Regions from separate parts of the Choristoneura fumiferana genome. Here region 2 is linked to region 1. A link is a contact called in public Hi-C data. All regions are on one chromosome and are shown on one strand. Each heading gives the region's core, a stretch centred on a gene start, on an enhancer-like site or on the middle of the called end of the contact. The rest is flanking DNA. Distances are from core to core; before and after follow the strand shown. Region 1 holds the start of LOC141430587 (10 kDa heat shock protein, mitochondrial). Region 2 holds the start of Sf3b3 (splicing factor 3b subunit 3).

Evidence for each region. A called contact is a pair of places that touch in the nucleus more often than the background predicts.
Region 2: a contact with region 1 is called in a Hi-C map of whole pupa, with 8 times the contacts expected there. The contact joins the promoter of Sf3b3 here to the promoter of LOC141430587 in region 1. A contact is called at or near these places in 2 of 2 Hi-C or Micro-C datasets (both in whole pupa).

What each region holds. Positions count from the first base shown.
Region 1 is chr8:14,219,788-14,223,226 of NRCan_CFum_1, forward strand. LOC141430587 (10 kDa heat shock protein, mitochondrial) reads right to left here and starts at 2,126. Exons shown (of 1, transcript XM_074091363.1): 1 at 1,520-2,126. The coding sequence starts at 1,994. The coding sequence ends at 1,683.
Region 2 is chr8:14,400,377-14,403,696 of NRCan_CFum_1, forward strand. It overlaps Sf3b3 (splicing factor 3b subunit 3), which reads left to right and starts at 1,370. Exons shown (of 15, transcript XM_074091369.1): 1 at 1,370-1,542; 2 at 1,790-2,035; 3 at 2,732-3,097; 4 at 3,320. The coding sequence starts at 1,810.

The DNA of each region.
Region 1 (3,439 bases), core at 876-3,375:
ATTACGAACATCGACTCATTAAAGCCCTCAGTCTTCGACTTCGGCCTTCTAATAGACTCTCGTTCGTAATTCCTTATTTACCACCCTTAAGACACAATGTACTATTTTGATACTATAAGTACAACCTACAGACTAAATAGATTTTTTTTTACCAAAAAAACTAATCAATTCTGTGACTACACACCACACCACATTATGGTGGTGGTGATGGAAATTTTTAGTGATAGGTATGAGATGATTTTCATAACACAGGAATGGTGGTTGAAACACTTCAAAGCCCCTCCAGGTTTTTTTTTTGTATATTTATGGAGTTACGTAAATGCTCATTCTTATAAGAAGAATGTGAACTTGCATAATAAAATTTTGTCAATAGTACTTTATGAAATGATAGCAGCTTTCAGTGTTTTTTCAGACTACTTGGTGATTGATAATTGTAAATTGAAGACAGATTTACAATTGAATAGTATTTAAGACCAGAGGTTTCCGACGCTCCAGATCCCAATCAAATGACAGATTTTGTATACAAAATCTGAGCCAGTCAAATTCACTTGGAAGCACAATCATTCATTTCCAAGTTTTCATTCTGTCACTCGGCTTCGAATAAGAACAGAAAGAGATGATGAATGTGACGATGAGCACCCATGTGTTAATATTATACAATACAGTTAATACTTTCTGAATCAAAACCAATTAGCATTAGGTACAAATATTAAGAAGTGAGACATTGGTTGAGTACCACAAAATGTAATGTATAATTTTTTCTGCATGTGTACAACAAGTTCTACATTAGAGAGTACCCAGTCTGTTCGCCTCCATCCTGTGGTTATAAAGTCGTTTTTAACCCTCAACAAAATAATTCTCAGTTTTTTATTTGTGTAGTAAGAGATATAATTGAAGCAAAGTGCAAATGAATATAATTTTTAGCAGTGTTAACTTATTTCTACTAACAACACTATCGTAATGAAATTATAATGTACTGTGATAAATAAAATTTGAACTGAAACAACTTGTTTTCTTTATTCAGTTCCAGTGACTAGTTGGCAGCGCCAGCTCTACTTTTGTGCAAGTCTTTTGGCATCCTTTGAATGACTATTTCTTGCAGTGCCCTTTGAAAATGAAAATCAGAATTTACTCTTGGTGTCCCTCAATTAGCTACTTGGTCTTTTCTTTAGGCTGGCCCTGCTAACAGCTATGTAGGTATAATGTGTATATGGGAAAGTTAGGTGCAACAAAGTTGTTAGTGTTATTCACTGTTATTACATTCTAGTGTTATCTTCTCTACTAGGTGCTCTGTGCTTTGAAGTCCACAAGCGATTGATACAAATTCAGGTACTTGAATGTTTATGATCTAGAGCTTTAGCAAGGAAACTGGTATCACATGGTATGCCATGTTATTATTGACACTGCATTTGATTAAGCCACTTGTTTATTAATGTGTACCAGTTATGTTAATTTAAGTTGTAATTAATTGTAACAATTTGAAAGTAATGATGGGATTTGGAATTAAAACTTCAGAGACATTTTTGTAACAGTATTATAATAAGAAATGCAACGGAGACATTATGTCCGAGTTTCATCAGCAACCAACATATTACACAATCATATCTTGTTCATTCACTACGAGTTTCTAAAATATATAACTAACCAATTCGAACCACGTAAAATTTAAAGCTAGCACTAATTTAGTTATCGATCTTCGCCAGTATGTCGGACTCCCGGAAGAGGTGGTATTCCTTTTCTTCGTTATCGAGAGTAACTTTGGTACCGCCGTATTCAGGAAGGAGCACCCTGTCACCGACCTTCACCAACAGAGGGACGAAATCGCCATTGTCTTTCCTGGATCCTGGCCCCACAGCCACCACTTCTCCCTGCAGAACCTTGGACTGTGCCTTTTCGGGGATCACGATACCGCCTGCAGTCTTTGTTACCGCCTCAGCTCGTTTAATCAAAACGCGATCCAACAGGGGAATTAATCGCTTCGCTGCAGCTGCCATTTTTGTGCTTTCTTATAATGTCAGAAATGAAACAAGTGAAGTGCAGAAAAATTTTTTGGTTATCTTCTCGAATCTAGAAAATTCGGATTGGAAGCCGGCCCGGTGGATGAGCGAATGAACTTTGACGGGCGGAAGGAAATAGTTCACTCCTCATTCTCCATGTGTTTTATGGGTTGCCATTTCATATTTTATTGACATTTATCTAAACAATATTATTGAAATAAAGTTTTAATTAGGTTACAACAATAAAAACAAATATATATCATTAAATATCTGTAGAAGATTTTATAAATTACATTACTTTCAGAAGACATCTGCTGATGAGTAGCAAAACTAACTTTTTCCTAATAGTACTAAAAACTGACAACAGATGGCGGAATCAACGACAAAACTTTACGTCACTTATTTTACCAACAGATGGAGCTTACAATTCGTAAATTCAAATATGAGTTTGTATACATAGTAGTTAATTAATTGAGTAGATATTAAAGTAAGTAATGTAAAAGTAAAAGCGCAGCCTAGTTCAGAATCGAATCCATTAGGATTGGAACGAACGAAATTAGCCTACCTTCGTTGTTCGTAATCTGTTTATATCCACTAACAAAATAATGCAGTTTGTTTTACATACTTACTAGCTGATGGCCGCGACTGCGAAGAATTAGTTTTTCGCGCGCCCTTTCTTTTTTTTCAGGACAAAAGTTATCATGCGTTGATTTTTATAGAAACGTTTGATAAGGTAAACGTCCGAGTGCTCGACACGCTAATGCCCAAAAGATGGCACACTGTTGTCATTTCTTTCGCTAATGACATAAGATTAAAGATGCCAACTATTGGGACAGTGACGAACACTCATACGTTTACCTTATTTAAATTTGAAATGAAACATGAATCGATTGTTTCGGTCGCCGAAATCAAATGTTCCTAATAATCACACCACAAGTACAGTCAGTATCAGAAAATCTTGTATAGAAACATGTGAATGTGAATGCATAGTGCACATGAAGATACCAGCGACCAAAAAGTTCCACCTAGACCAGAGTAGGCGGAGGTCCAAGCAGTCCATATATTTGATGCTGGCCGGTACAGTCATGTCCGCATCATGCGCACTGCTGCGGCGCCGTGACCGCCTCTGGAATGTGCGCCGGCGCCGGCCAGTCTCGGGCACACCTGCGCGCTGGCCACTACACTCACACAACACCACGCACACACGCACAATAACCCGTGTACGTACACGGGCGCACACGCATGCGTGTGTCGCGCATCGCGATTTATGGCCGCCTTGATTATGCGGCAACATGAAAGAGGGTTATTGTTTACAGCGAAGGCTTTGTTGGTATTGTTCGGGTGACAGGTTCTACATTTTTAATGGCTGATCACGGTCTAATTCATATATCTATCGGTCTGGTTTAATATAAGACTACTAATTCTACTTTGCGTAGAATTTT
Region 2 (3,320 bases), core at 120-2,619, 180 kb after region 1:
ACACATTTTTCTTAATAATTTTCGTAACAAATCGGACACGGGTACAAACGGTAGATAGAAATGCCCAACAACGTTAAAGCGCAATGACAAATACAAATCATGAGTGTTAGAAATGAAGTAAAATTACTGACTAACTTTTAAAATAATGAAGTTATTCAAAAATAAATGCAATCAACTAACTTAAAATGAATAAAATATTTTTGGGGTGTCTGAGGTTTTCAGTTACTTAAACCACCTTGTATACACCTAACCGTAAGGAAAGAAATTACTTCAAGAGAACAAAGAAAGAAATTATTATTTTATTTTACAAACATAACACATTTATTTATTTACTAACAAAATTAAATATCTGTAAGAAATGTCTAACAGTCTAATATCTTTAGACGAGCAATTCTTGTACTTATAGCACTTGTAATCTCGGAAACTGCTCCAACGATTTCGATTAAATTTGGTATGGGCTTTTCGGGGATGAAAATCGATCTAGCTTGGTCTTATTTCTGGGAAAACGCTTGGTAATGAGCTTAAAGCCAGAGCGGCGCTCGGTCGCCCAGGTACTATAACATAATAACTCGCGACGTCCTCAAGGCACAACGATGGTGTTCCGTCGAATCGATCGTGTGTATCGTATTCGTATCTCCTTCACATCAGCAGGGCTACTACGAAACTCGAAGTTCGTGTCGTGCGGTCCCTCTGACACTTATACTATTTAATACGAGAGCTAGAGGGACGGTACGATACGAACTTCGAGTTTCGAGTTTCATAGTAGCCCTGCAGACATCTTATCGCTAGTAAAAGTTAGTGGCATTAGTTGGGTTTTAGACGCATCAAAATATGAATCAGTAACGTTCCTTTGTATTTTCTTTCACCGAAAAGCTCATAATAAATTTAAAACGTTAATTCACATAAAATTAGGCTACTTTCAGACTTCAGATGGCAAGCGCTTAACGCGCGTTTTGATAACGCGAGTTTACAACTACATGGTTGAGAGATCAGATCATAATAATAAGTCAATAGGCCGGATTTGGTCTTAATAGAATTAACTTAACAAAAGTTAGTTTTAGCTAGCATATGCTAGCATTATGAAGAAAAATACAATCTGCTCAAAAAACTATTCTCCATATCTCCATTCAATCACAGAACACAATATTTCACGATGTGCTGCCATCTAGTAATGAGATAGGTAAACTGTATTCGTTCTTAGCTTTAGTGCCATCTTGTGTATAATAGCAGTACCAGAATGATGAAAAACTAGACTACTAACTGTAAGAGTATTTCTACTCGCCACAAGATGGGGCTGCTTAACAAACTTTATAAATTTTTGATTACATGGCAACACACTTGGTATAAAAGTCTCCGCCATGATGGAAAATGCTTCTATTTGATTGGTCAGCGGTCGTGTCAGTTCATTCATAGTTCCCGAGCTAGAATCGATGGCGCATTATTCGGCCGCCATTTTGCGGTCGTGTGCTTGTAGAGGAGGCACCAACGACTTTGAAATATACATCAAGCCGCATTGCGGCAATCATTTGCAGATTTATTCAGGTAAACGCTTAATATCTATTATTTTCATTTTGATTTAGGTTTGTGATGAATATTTGCACTTGGTATCTCCGCGATTGATTAATATCTTTCGTGGTCGTTAAGGGTGCAATATCAAACTATGCTCACCCATTCGAAAACATAAGTTTACCTTCGTTTTCGTCAGTTACGAGCTCAACATTGTATCTTAACATAATACGTGAAGACGATCTCTCGATTACACGTGTTAAATTTACCCTTATTGTTTCAGGCTGAGGTCAATGATTCAAAATGTATTTGTATAATTTGACTCTACAAGGCTCTACAGCTATTACCCATGCGGTGCATGGGAACTTCTCGGGCACGAAGCAGCAGGAGATAGTGATTTCTCGTGGTAAAATCTTGGAGTTGCTGCGACCAGACCCGAACACCGGCAAAGTGCATACACTGCTGAAGATCGAAATTTTCGGCATTATCCGATCTATGATGTCATTTCGGCTTACTGGTGGCACAAAAGGTAAATGAACTTTGCAACCACGTGGGGCGTCCACTCGCCCTAAATTAGTACCTACCGAATTTAGATTCATTTCAATTCCTTTGCGGATCCTAGTATTCTCTGAACAATACTTTCTTTCTTACTATTTCTGGTGTGTATTGTATTTTTAGTTATTTTGCCATGCGGTTTAGGATGCCGTTTTTAGGTTAGGGTTCCGTACCCGAAGAACGGTATAAACGGATGGCCTGTTTTTAACCCCTGACGCAAAAAAGGGGTGTTATAAGTTTGACCGCTATGTGTCTGTCTGTCTGTCTGTAGCACCGTTGCGCTTAAACGGGTGGACCGATTTGAATGCTTTTTTTTTTTTTTTTTTAAATTTAAAATCAGGGCTTTTAGCAATGGTTCTTACACATGTTTCATCAAAATCGGTTCAGCCGTTTTTGAGATATTGATCTTTGAAGGAACAAAGTCGGGGGTTTTCCAAATTTTTGTTGGTTATTTCATTTGTGCTAAGAAACATGCATCGTCTTGCTCCATCTCTCTATAATACGAAAGATTGGGATAACTAGATGCATAGAGTATTTGCCATCGCGTCGCTCTTGGCAATCACAATGATTAGCTGGGATGTATGTAGTTTTGGCACATTTCTACCACTGCAAATTAGCTGGTCCCAATCATAAAAGTATAATCTTTTATTAATCTTTAAACTTGTTACAGATTATATTGTCATCGGCTCGGACTCTGGACGCATTGTGATCCTGGAGTATATCCCATCTAAAAATATCCTTGACAAAGTGCATCAAGAGACATTTGGAAAGTCTGGATGTCGCAGAATAGTGCCTGGACAGTACCTGGCCATTGACCCGAAAGGCAGAGCTGTTATGATAGGGGCTATAGAAAAACAGAAACTTGTGTACATTTTAAATAGAGATGCAGAAGCGAGATTGACCATCTCCTCTCCACTGGAAGCGCACAAGTCTAACACATTGGTGTATCATATGGTGGGAGTGGATGTAGGTTTTGAAAACCCAATGTTTGCTTGCCTTGAAATAGATTATGAAGAGGCAGACTCAGACCCTACAGGTAATTGTTGACAATTTATTTGTTATCTGTGCCAACATGGCATAAATATACTATTTCAAATCCACCCCTTATTCAATTATGAACATAAATAAAATGATTATTTTTTTGGTTGAGGTTTCATAATGGCTGTGATGTTAAATATTCCATTTATGATTATCTAACCAGTTTTTTTCCTACACTTGTTTATATTATGTGTTACTTTAATTGAAACATTTTCTACAGG